Linked DNA regions of Triticum aestivum: region 2 is linked to region 1. The links are chromatin contacts, called in public Hi-C maps. All regions are on one chromosome and are shown on one strand. Each heading gives the region's core, a stretch centred on a gene start, on an enhancer-like site or on the middle of the called end of the contact. The rest is flanking DNA. Distances are from core to core; before and after follow the strand shown.

The links. Hi-C and Micro-C count contacts between places; a contact is called where the count stands out from the background.
Region 2: a contact with region 1 is called in a Hi-C map of leaf, with 2.4 times the contacts expected there. The contact joins the promoter of LOC123087905 here to the promoter of LOC123087904 in region 1. A contact is called at or near these places in 2 of 5 Hi-C or Micro-C datasets (both in leaf).

Annotation. Positions count from the first base shown.
Region 1 is chr4A:656,291,117-656,297,148 of IWGSC CS RefSeq v2.1, forward strand. It overlaps LOC123087904 (RNA demethylase ALKBH9B), which reads left to right and starts at 3,767. Exons shown (of 6, transcript XM_044510026.1): 1 at 3,767-4,104; 2 at 4,220-4,720. The coding sequence starts at 3,912.
Region 2 is chr4A:656,482,966-656,488,997 of IWGSC CS RefSeq v2.1, forward strand. It overlaps LOC123087905 (mediator of RNA polymerase II transcription subunit 17), which reads right to left and starts at 4,354. Exons shown (of 8, transcript XM_044510027.1): 1 at 4,031-4,354; 2 at 3,745-3,943; 3 at 3,518-3,631; 4 at 3,229-3,314; 5 at 2,757-3,141; 6 at 2,133-2,597; 7 at 1,713-2,036; 8 at 557-1,161. The coding sequence starts at 4,119. The coding sequence ends at 832.

The DNA of each region.
Region 1 (6,032 bases), core at 2,517-5,016:
AGTAAGAGTGTCCAACCCAACGAGGAGCAGAAGGAAATGACAAGCGGTTTTTAGTAAGGTATTCTCTGCAAGCACTGAAATTGTAGGTAATAGATAGTTTTGTGATAAGATAATTTGTAACGAGTAACAAGCAATGAAAGTAAATAAGGTGGAGCAAGGTGGCCCAATCCTTTTTGTAGCAAAGGACAAGCCTTGACAACTTCTTATAATGAGAAAAACGCTCCCGAGGACACATGGGAATTATCGTCAAGCTAGTTTCATCACGCTCATATGATTCGCGTTCGGTACTTTGATAATTTGATATGTGGGTGGACCAGTGCTTGGGTACTGCCCTTACTTGGACAAGCATCCCACTTATGATTAACCCCTATTGCAAGCATCCGCAACTACAAAAGAAGTATTAAGGTAAACCTAACCACAACATGAAACATATGGATCCAAATCAGCCCCTTACGAAGCAACACATAAACTAGGGTTTAAGCTTCTGTCACTCTAGCAACCCATCATCTACTTATTACTTCCCAATGCCTTCCTCTAGGCCCAAATAATGGTGAAGTGTCATGTAGTCGACGTTCACATAACACCACTAGAGGAGAGACAACATACATCTCATCAAAGTATCAAACGAATACCAAATTCACATGACTACTAATAGCAAGACTTCACCCATGTCCTCAGGAACGAACGTAACTACTCACAAAGCATATTCATGTTCATAATCAGAGGGGTAATAATATGCATAAAGGATCTGAACATATGCTCTTCCACCAAGTAAACCAATTAGCATCAACTACAAGGAGTAATCAACACTACTAGCAACGCACAGGTACCAATTTGTGGTTTTGATACAAGATTGGATACAAGAGATGAACTAGGGTTTGGAGAGGAGATGGTGCTGGTGAAGATGTTGATGGAGATTGACCCCCTCCCGATGAGAGGATCGTTGGTGATGATGATGGTGATGATTTCCCCCTCCCGGAGGGAAGTTTCCCCGGCAGAACAACTCTACCGGAGCCCTAGATTGGTTTCGCCAAGGTTCCGCCTCGTGGCGGTGGAGTTTCGTCTCGTGAGCTTGCCTCTAATTTTTTCCAGGATAAAACACCTCATATAGCAGAAGATGGGCACCAGGGGGCCAACAGGGGGCCCAGGAGATAGGGGGCGCGCCCTGTAGGGGGGGCGCCCCCACCCTCCTAGCTAGGGTGTGGGCCCCCTCGGGTACTTTCTTTGCCCAATAATTCTTATTAAATCCAAAAATGACTTTCATGGAGTTGTGGGACTTTTGGAGCTGTGCAGAATAGGTTTCCAATATTTGCTCCTTTTCCAGCCAGAATCCCTGCTGTCGGCACTCCCCCTCTTCATGGTAAACCTTGTAAAATAAGAGAGAATAGCCATAAGTATTGTGACATAACGTGAAATAACAACCCATAATGCAATAAATATTGATATAAAAGCATGATGCAAAATTGACGTATCAGTATAGGCAAGTGACTTGCAAAACACCCATGTCTACCGACATGGAGGACATGAGGGAGACCAAGAAGGTATATGTTCGGGATTGCCCTAATGAGATAAATAAAACAAACTAATATACACATACTTACCATTATTTTTTTACGGATGTGTCCATACTACACCTCTTCAAGAAATGGAAATTGTTCATGTAAGTCTAACATAGTCACATTGGACACAACACTTTAATCCCAAAACGGTAATCAAGGCTTCATATGATGCAACTTGCTGGTATGCAACTTAGTTAGTAATAAAAGAAAAGGAGCGAGAAGTGAGGCATGTGCATGATGAGTGCCCTGACCACACCGTGAATAATTTAACTACCATGGCAATGATGTGTACTATGAACCCTCACCATGTAGGACCAAGGAGTAGGTTAGGTTAGGACCAAACTCCTCAAGTCCGTGAAGATATTTTTACTATTATATGATTTATTCGGAGATATCGATGTTTGTGTTGAGTAACGAGAAGGTGGGGGAGAGAAAAATGGAAAAAAGGGCATAGTTGCTCAACATAGGAGGAAACCATAAATTAATACCGAAAAACAAGGGAACCAATGAATGATTGTTATAAGCTTGTTTTCAATCATGCTTAGTGGATGAATATACATATTGTTCTACGAAGGATGATGGCTATAAGCCTGACCACACTGTGAATAGTTTAACTACCATGTCAATGATGTGTACTATGAACCCTCACCATGTAGGACCAAGGTGTAGGTTAGGTTAGGACCAAACTCCTCAAGTCCGTGAAGATATTTTTACTATTATATGATTTATGCGGAGATAACGATGTTTGTGTTGAGTAACGAGAAGGTGGGAGAGAGAACAACGGAAAAATGGCATAATTGCTCAACATAGGAGGAAACCATAAATTAATACCAAAAAACAAGGGAACCAATGAATGATCGTTATAAGCTTGTTTCCAATCATGCTTAGCGGATGAATATACATATTGTTCTACGAAGGATGGCTATAAGCCTGTCTCAGTGGATGGTGTTGCGCTTAGAAGATGGCAAAGGGTAGTTTGGCACGGATGCAAAAAGGGCTCGAGCAGCTAGCTCGAGATCCTCCTCTGCTGATGTGACCTCACCTTTTTGAAGTCTAGAAGTGATAGTTGCCATCATCCGATTACATGCTGAAGTGAACCAGGTGCTCCCCATTATGGCTCATGAAATTATCGTCGGGTCATGCAGAAGTGATCCAACTCGTCCTCGTCATCCACTCCCAGCTCCGCGACCCCCTAAACTGATGAAAATCATGATCATAGATTTTATGTTTTTGTGTGCAATAATTAGAGATATTCCTTTCGGGGGTTGTACTTTCAATTTTTTTGTGCTTAGTGGGCATGTGCCGAGGCAACACGTTGGCTGTTGTCTACGAAATGGATGATGTGAACTGTTTGATTTCATTGTTGCAATGGAGCCAGTGCTGGGGCCATTTTCCTCTAAAACGTGAGAAGTTTCTTACTACTAATTCACGACAAGAACGGTCAGGTCTCGCCTCCAACTCCAAGCGCAGAAGGTGGAATCCTCACCCTGGTCAGTGGCTATATGTACCATTTTCCCCTTCCATTAAGACGGTATAATTACTAAACACCATGCTTGCGCTTGTTGTCAACAATGGAGAAAAGAACAAAAGGGAGAGAGCGCCATCGAGGGAGAAGCGCGAGGGCAGGTGGAGCAAGTAATATCTTTCCTCTTATGTTGGTTCGGAATCAAAGTAACTCGTTTGTTCGACCTTAAGATTTTTTTCCTCTTCGAGTTGATCTCTCCTATATATGAAACTAGGCAACCAACTCCAATTCCGAATCGCATTCGGACATCACCAAGGATGGCCTGAAATGACCCATGGCCTATTCAAAAATAAAAAAGAGATCAATCCACTATGTTCCCTACATGAAGAACGAAGCGCCATTTAAACTAGAACAAATAACCCTAACTATGTTGCCAATGACACACAACACAGTGAAAGACAAATATATCAAATCAATTCTATAATAAAAAAAACCAGTAAACATGTGAGGTATCACACCTTTAGCACAAGGGAACACACCATGAATCAATCAACCACACCCAAAACTATCAAATCACCAACCAATCATAGAGCGGCAACTTAAACCATCACCCCATCCCACCCACAGCAACTCCCGATCCAGGCCGTCCAACACTCCAACGGACGGCCAGGATCGTCTCAGCCCTGCCCATCGCACCCCTACCCCACCCTACCCTACCCCGCCGGAGGTTTCCTTTGGAAGCCATCCGCAGGAGTCGGCGCGTGGGAAGCGCGGCCCAAAACCTCCCCCAAGGTGAAAGAATTGCAGAGAGCGACCGAGGCGGAGGAGAGTGAGGAGGAGCGGCCCCACGCGCCAGCCAGCCAGCCAGCCAGTCAGCCGCAGACCCCATGGCCGCCGGCGACGGCGCCGACCCGATGGAGCTCGTGCGGGGGCAGTACGACGCCGACGAGCTCGCCATCGCCGGGGAGTTCCTCACCACCTGGCTCCCCTTCCTCTCCGCGGGCCTCTGCCCCTCCTGCGTCGGCTCCCTCCGCGGCCGCGTCGCCTCCCTCCTCCCCCCGCCGCCGCCCCCGCCGCGAGGTAATGATGACGCCCGCCCGCCGCGCCTGTGGGGGAAGGGAGGGAAAAGGGCCGCTTTTGCTAGGGTTCTTGCTGGGTTGGGTTCTCACGTCTCCCACCTAACTTTTTCTTGCAGCGGAGGAGCCGGCGCCGCCGCCGCCGGTCGAGAGGGTCGTTGCCACGGGGTGGGACTCGGATCCGGCCGCCCCGCGGCATCTCCCGTTCGAGCCCAGCGGGTGGGACTCGGATCCGCCCCCGCCGCCGCCGCAGGGGCAGCAGGCGGATGCGGAGAAGCCCCGGATGTCGTGGGCGGACATGGCGCAGGAGGACGAGCTCGCCGCCGCGGCGGCGGAGGAGGCGGCCGCAGACGAGGACGGGGAGGAGGGGGAGGAGGAGGAGGCCGGCGGGGCGGGGAGGCCGAGGGCGAGGCTGACCAGGGAGCAGCGGGAGCTGCATCGGTTCCGGAACGTGCTGCGGAAGGACGACTTCATATGCCTCGAGAGGGTCAAGGGCAGCCTCGTCAACATCCTCGCCGGCCTGGAGCTCCACGCCGGCGTGTTCAGCACCGCCGAGCAGAAGCGCATCGTCGACTGCGTCTACGGCCTGCAGGAGATGGGCAAGCGCGGGGAGCTTGGAGGTGAGCCTTACATACTGGCTTTCCTCCTGCTGTGTTGTGCTCGACTGTATGCCCGTTGCTTAAAATCCAGGGAAACGTTTGCTTCTAGTTCCAGGGGTGGTTAGAGAGGTTGTCTGCATTAGTTCAGGACGATGCAAAGTTCATGCCAAGTCTTTTTAGCTTTACTGCAGATGATGTGTTCCAAGTTCAGTTACATGACTGCTACTAAGGCTGTTTTACCCCGGGGGATGCGATGCTTCGGTTGAGTATGGACTATTCAACCTATTCCGTTGTCATGTTAACCTAGGAAGGTCTATCTGGACACAGTAGCCCTGTTGCGTAGAAGATTTTTATCTTCTCTCCGTCTTTCATTTTCGCGGGAATTCTTAATTTCTCCATCAAGGGTGTGACTAGAACATCTATTTTGGGAGCTATGACTTTCAGATTCACATTTGTTGTGTTAACTGTATGGGATCTTGACCCGAAGTTTCATAGATTTACATTTGTTATGTTAACTATATATGGGATCTTGACCCAAAGTTGGAAACTTTTCTTAAGTCATATGTTAGATTACCAGATCTATGAAAACTATAGCAGATTCAGCTTTGCTTGACTGTAATTAATCAAACTTGATGAGGAAGATGAATCGGTATTTGGTAATTTTTGCCTGTGCTTTCATGGTAGGAGCCAGTCATAGACTAAAATACCATATAATGCCAACTCTAGATATCTGGAAGTATCTTATTATGGAGAAATCTAGTGAATAGTAATGTACATAAAAAAATCCCCATCTTTTGGCACCTACTCCGTATCTATTTAATTTGCTCACATACTTCTGATTTTGTGATGCCTCCATTCACATAAATCTTAGGGTGTCTGTTTGTGTATCATTTGTGGAATTCTCTCTGATGATTTTGGCTTCATGTTTCTGTTCTCATATAATGAGTACTGACACTACTACAAATTACTCCCTCTCTAAAGAAATACTCCCTCCGTTCGGAATTACTTGTCGCAGAAATGGATGTATCTAGACGTATTTTAGTTCTAGATACATCCATTTCCGAGACAAGTAATTCCGAACGGAGGGAGTATAAGAGTGTTTCTTACAGTCCTGTATCCCATGATAATCATGGCTGAACTAACAATAGTGTGTAGGTGTGCTGTTGTCTCGCTACTTTCCTTTTTTTCTAAAGAACATATTTTTTGGTTGTTCTGACTTCTGACCACAGTTGCTTCTGGTATTTAAATCCACTTCTCTTTTGTTTTAATTTTTACGTACTATTTTAGAATGGGCTGTTCTCACAGTTGTTTTGCTGCATCACATTCTAGCATG
Region 2 (6,032 bases), core at 3,104-5,603, 190 kb after region 1:
TTCGCAAAATGACACACTTGATTAGAGGGCATGTGTACAAACAGGTAGCAGGACAATAATGCAGCATTAAGCACCTCAGTTAAATATCACTACTTGTATTAATATACAGCAATAGTATAATTTCAAATGCTAATTTCAAGGTAAGAAGTCTCACCTATAGTAGGGCCAGCAAGCTCAAATAAATATATTTCACTTCACCTCTCATAACACCGATATAAGTTAGTAAGCCATTTGACAGTAGAGTAAGCATGATATGAAACTGAGGCATCTAGGGACAATAAAAATTATTCTTTGCAACAATAACATGGCATAAGTATCAGGTGTCACAAAACAGAACTGTTTAGTCTACCAGATTGGTCAGAGCCCACAGCCAAAATAAAAACAATAGCAGTTTTTATTGGCTAACAACAGCTTCCATCCCGGTGCGGTGGTGCTTCTTGAGAACGGAGCCAGGAGACAATGCCATGGATCAAGTCCAGCTGGCCGGCGAGGTGGTCCGGCAACTGGTGCATCACCATCTCCATGATTCAGTTTCGGTCCAAACCAAGGATCCGAATTAAAGCCAACAAAACATGTCAGATACCAGAAATCACATTGTCTTCCATAATAATACACGGCTTATCCGAATTAAAACCAAGGATTCTCTTTCGGTCCAAACCAAGGATCCGAATTAATACATGGCTTATGCTTGTAACTACACGCCCAGCATCAGTGCGCCTAAGCAAGGCACCGAAGGGCAGCACAAGCAACAGACTGCCACCAGCAGCAAAGGCAGCCAGCGCTTACACCATCGCACGACACACGATCCAGCACTGCAGCACACTTCTATCATCATCTCAGCGGGCGGGAGCCGGTGCCGCAGAGGTTGATGAGGTCCAGGAGGGTGGAGTAGAGCACCTCCAGGGACAGGTACCCCAGGAACCTGCGCTTCTCAGCCCAGGCGTCATCCGCCGCTGGTGCCTTCCCGTCATCCTCCACCGGGTGGTCGACAGTCAGGTACCATGAGATGCACCCGTATTCATCGTCCGGGTCCACGTGCGCCACCAGGCCCAGCGTATCACCGTGCTCCAGGTCGAAGTAGAGGCACAGGAAATCCCGAGTCACGCTCATCCCCAGGACCAAAGCCTCCTCGTGGAGCCAGTTTATTATCTGGCTCGCAACCTGCAGATATATGTGCAGACAATGTGCTCAGCACCTTACAATAAAGTAGGCCCCGAAGAGATGCGCGTAAAGGCACCAGTCAGTTGAGTAAATCTCAGCCTCTGGACTTTTCTTATATGCATGTGTATATATATAGTGGGGATGGTATTAACTTCTGAAATATGGAGCCCTGGCAATGATCCTAATACGTATCACCGTACCTATTCTCTTAACTGAAGTCAGGCTGAACTCAACATTCCGACTAGCCAAACAAACTATTCGCGTACGTCGATGGACACATACATTCAGTGCAAGGCTTTACCATGGTATATACAATAAATAATTGTAAACGACTGAACAACGGCCGTTGCAGTCAATCATAGAACAACTTTGGATTTACTAAGTCTTAATTATAATATGGTAAAGTGGTTCATGCGCTATCCTGGCACAATTGATGCTTCAACCTTGTGAATCATAAATACTCTCAACAGTAGTAAAGTTAATAAATTAATCCAGTGCATATCGGCGATAAAGCATAATGACTTAAAAGGTTTTATTTATCACAAGTTTACCTGCTGCAGAACCATCGTTGGGAGGTCCTCCAGGTCACAATTGTAACTGTTTATCAGATAACCGTCAGAGGGCTTCCTAGTCAATGACCCGGCGATGCTCGGAGAACCCTCGCCCAACAAACTTATCTGGCCATCCTTCAAGACAATCTTCGTGTTGAACTGTGTCCTGGAAGATTTGTACTTGGGCTCGCCATTGTCTGAAGGCTTCGTGGGCCGATCAGCAGCCAAAATGGGTTGCGGAACTCTTAAGCAGAGAGACCAGGAAGAAGTTCTAGAGTGCCATGTAGGAAGGGACCGCAGCTGGAGATAAGGAACCCTGCTAACCTGCATGCATTAGTGAAAAGGAAGTTACAACGCCAATCTACTACACCCATGGTATGTATACTGCATTAATGAACAGGGAAATAATAGTAGTTATACCACACTCTCTAGCTCCAGCTGCACTTTTTTTGAATATGTTTTATGAGCCACTGTCATGCAGAAATGACTTAGCAAGCGACAATCTTCACCTGCAGACTCTGCAGTCTGAGCAGGACTCTGGTAGCGAACAATATTACGATATTTTTCCCTGACTTTTCTGAGAATGTTCTCGTGGAACAGGTGTAGCAAGTAAATCTCCAGACTTTTCGGGTTAAGAAACCCTGAGGTATCCCTTTTTAAAGGCTCCTGCTTCCCATTGGTGGTGGCTAGCACAAGATTCGCCTCTGAATTATTATGCCCTTCATGGCCTGCCATTTCTGAGTCACTATCCTGTCCAGAATCCACAAGCGAAAGGCACAACAAACTCTCCTCGCCAATTGCTAGTTGGAGAAAATCCTCACGCATTCCAGTTACGTTGACACCTTGAGTTTGGACAAACGTCTCACGGATCACCATATCCAATACCTACAAAGGCATACACTAAACTAAGTGCGAGGTCGTATGAAAGACAAAAAAATGCCAAAAAGGAGACAGCATATTTTGTCACAGGAATAATTTTTCATGGATCTCTAGTTGGTCAAAAGGACAGGTTTGCAGTAATTCATAAGCATTTAGACAACCTACCTGCTCCTCAAATATTGACTTGTGGATATTGCGAAGAATGGAATGTGCCTGTTTGACAGACTTATTGACATCATCATCCTCCAACACATCATCTTCCGCTGCAGAAGAAGTGGTGCTTGAGACACCTTTTGTTCTGCAAGCATAGCTTTCCGGGCCATTGGCACTGTCCCGGCGGAACTGAAGGCTCAAGAAACGGCACGCCTTTTGGGGGACTTGTACAGACAAAGTGCCCGACGAGTCCTGGTCGATCTGAACCAGTGACAACGACGACATCCGTGGCATCGCCACCGTGTCCAACTGAGAAGTGTCAACCACATCAAACATGAAGCTGTTGATTCCTGGAGCATTCCCACGCTGCCTCTTGACTTTCCAGTTCTGCTGCAACCTGCCAAATCCAACAACACTGGTTATGGTACAAGCATCACCACTTCGATGCTGCCTGGAATTTCACAATCCCTGCGACAAGACGAACCTGATCAATGAGCCGTAGAACCTAGCCTCCTTCTGGAACTGCTGCTGCATCGTCTTTGCCGATTGTTTGAAGTACCGTCCCAGATGCTGAGATTGCGGAATGGAGCATAATAATTAGGGTCTGTGGTGTAGGTTCAAGCATGAACTACTCAAAACATTTTGTTCTGCAGTGTATTTCACTCCCCTACTCTTACTGATAAGTTGCAAATATCCCATGAGTCTCATTCCATGCCACTTCAACTAATTAATTGGCTGCAGATGCTCTACTAGTTTCTAGTACAGGGGCATACCCGAAGCCGCTGGAGCTTGGTGGCGGCGGAGACGGCCATGTCTACGAGGATTTCGTCCGGCAGCGGCCTGGGCTTGGAAATGGTCGCGACGGCCACGGTGTCGTTCACCTCGACCTGCATTGTTTGTTAATTGTTATTGTTACCCACCCATCATAACCAGGACATCATCACACACGAGGGCGTCAATTATCGTCGGGCTCCGGATGCGGAGGGAGGGAGGGACGGACCGTGGAGATGAGGTCGAGGACGACGGTGAGCTCCTGCTGCGCGAGCTGCAGGCTCTCGTGGAGGCCCTGCCAGGGCCAGGCCTTCTGGGCGGCGTCCTCGGCCGCCGCCTTCTTGGCCTTCTTGGCGTCCCGCTCGACGACCCAGGAGAAGTCGACCCGGCGGATGGCCGCCAGCCGCTGCTCCTCGCTGCTGGTGTCCCTGTGGCGCCGGGCGGGTCTGGATCAGGAGCGAGGCCAAGGGAAGGGGGGAGGGGAGGGAGGGAGGGAAAGAAAGCAGCTGGCTTACGGCGGGTAGTGCTCGTTGCCGGCCTCGTCGATGGCCTCGAGGCGCTTGATGGGGAGCTTGTCCAGGTCCAGCCGGAGGTCGTCGCCCATGGCCGCCGTCTGCTGCCCCTTGCTCCTTGATTGATTGATGGGGAATGGGAGGGGGGCGAGATCGACTGGCCTGGAGGCTTGGGACGCGGGGCGGACTCGGGGGCAAAGAGCGGCGGGTAGGAGGTGGTTGCCGCCGGTGAGCGGCGGCCGGCGGGATCGGGCGGCGAGCGGACCGGAGGCAGGAGAGATGGGACGAGGGTTTGGACCTTGGGAAGTTGGGAGTTGCAGTGCGGACTAAATCGGGCGGGCCGGGCCGGGCCGGGCCGAATCGCCGAAGAAAGCAAGCCCGTGGGACGAACCATCATTGAAACAAACATTGTGGTATTCTCAAAAAAAAAAAGAACAACATTGTGGAGTCTTTTTTCCAGCAGAATATTGTGCAGTCTCATTAAATTATATTTGTCTCAAAAAAATTAAGTTATATCAGACCTATACTGTGTATTACTCCCTCAGTCAAAAAAAAATGTCGACACTTATTTTGGGACGGAAAAAGTACTATATTTGATTGTTTTTGTTTACTAAAAGTTTGCTTGATTTTATACCATCTGGGCTCACCAGACATAACAGTTCCAAAATATTAATGCTTATTATTACCTTCCGTCCTAAAAAGTTTGTCTAGATACGGATGAATCTATCACAAGCTATGACATTTTACCTTTCACGGTTCAAATACTTTTGAAAGAACAAATGTGAACTTAATTAGTTTCAGTACTTCAGAATATAACGCAAATAAAGACCAATACATTTCAAAAAAATAATAGTGGAACAAGATAATTCTTCCATGAGAACGGAAATTTTTGTCCAAACGGTTACATTAAAACTTCAAGCAAAATAATCAACATAGTATATTTCTATATTAAATTTCAAGCAAACCCGCTCATTCACACAAGCTAGATTGTGAACAGTAAAATCAGAAAAAATAGTAACTAAATTCAGAAAATTCTGATTTTTTTTACGATAAACTTTGAGAAATGTTTTGCATGCTTGCAAAATTTCAGCACGAAATAACATTCGCGCAAGTCGTGGGAAAAGAAAACAAAATCGATGTTCCAGAAATGCTAGTTTTGAACACATTTTGGAGTGACGGTTTCTTTTTCTTGCCAAGCCTTCCACGAATGTCATTTCATGCTGAAATTTTGCAAGCATACAAAACATTTGTCAAAGTTCATCACAAAAAAATTTCAGTTTTTTTTTGAATTTTTTAACCATTTTTTTTTATTTTACTGTTCATGAGGGTGCATTTGAGCTTGAGAGCAGAATAGTATTTTCGTTACTTTAGTTATGTGTACCAAGTTTCCTATATGCCCTAGTACACATTGGCAACCCAATATTAATGGAGTAGACTAGGATATATCTATATCTATATCTATATCTATATCTATATCTATATCTATACTCCTATATAGTATACCAGTTTTGAATTGAACTCAAAGGCTTGATCGAAACGGTTGATTTTCTAAATCTAGCGGCTGAGATGATCAGGATTCGCACTGCACAGTAGCATCAGCTTACTCCACGCTACTCTAGAAGCATCCCGCTCTCCTTCCTGAAAAAAGGGCCCCATGCATCGTGTGCTCGTGACCTGGTACGTACGAGCCCCTCGAGATAGCCTGCCAAGAAAAGAGGGAGACAGGAAAGTAATATTTTATAAATAAAATGGGGATGTACATGGATAAATTTTTAAATTATTCTTTATATATGTTTGGATCTGCTCTTTGTCGCCAATTAACTAGAATTTCTTTTAAATAACTTGGGTCCATTATCATAAAGGTTCATCCGATATACAACAAACAGAACAAAATTTACACCGAGATATTTGGACAACCGAATGACATTACCGTTGTTAGAATAAGCCGCTGATGCTGTTGTCATTGTTTTACAAAATAGGGTTTTTTCCCGCTTTATATTACTAG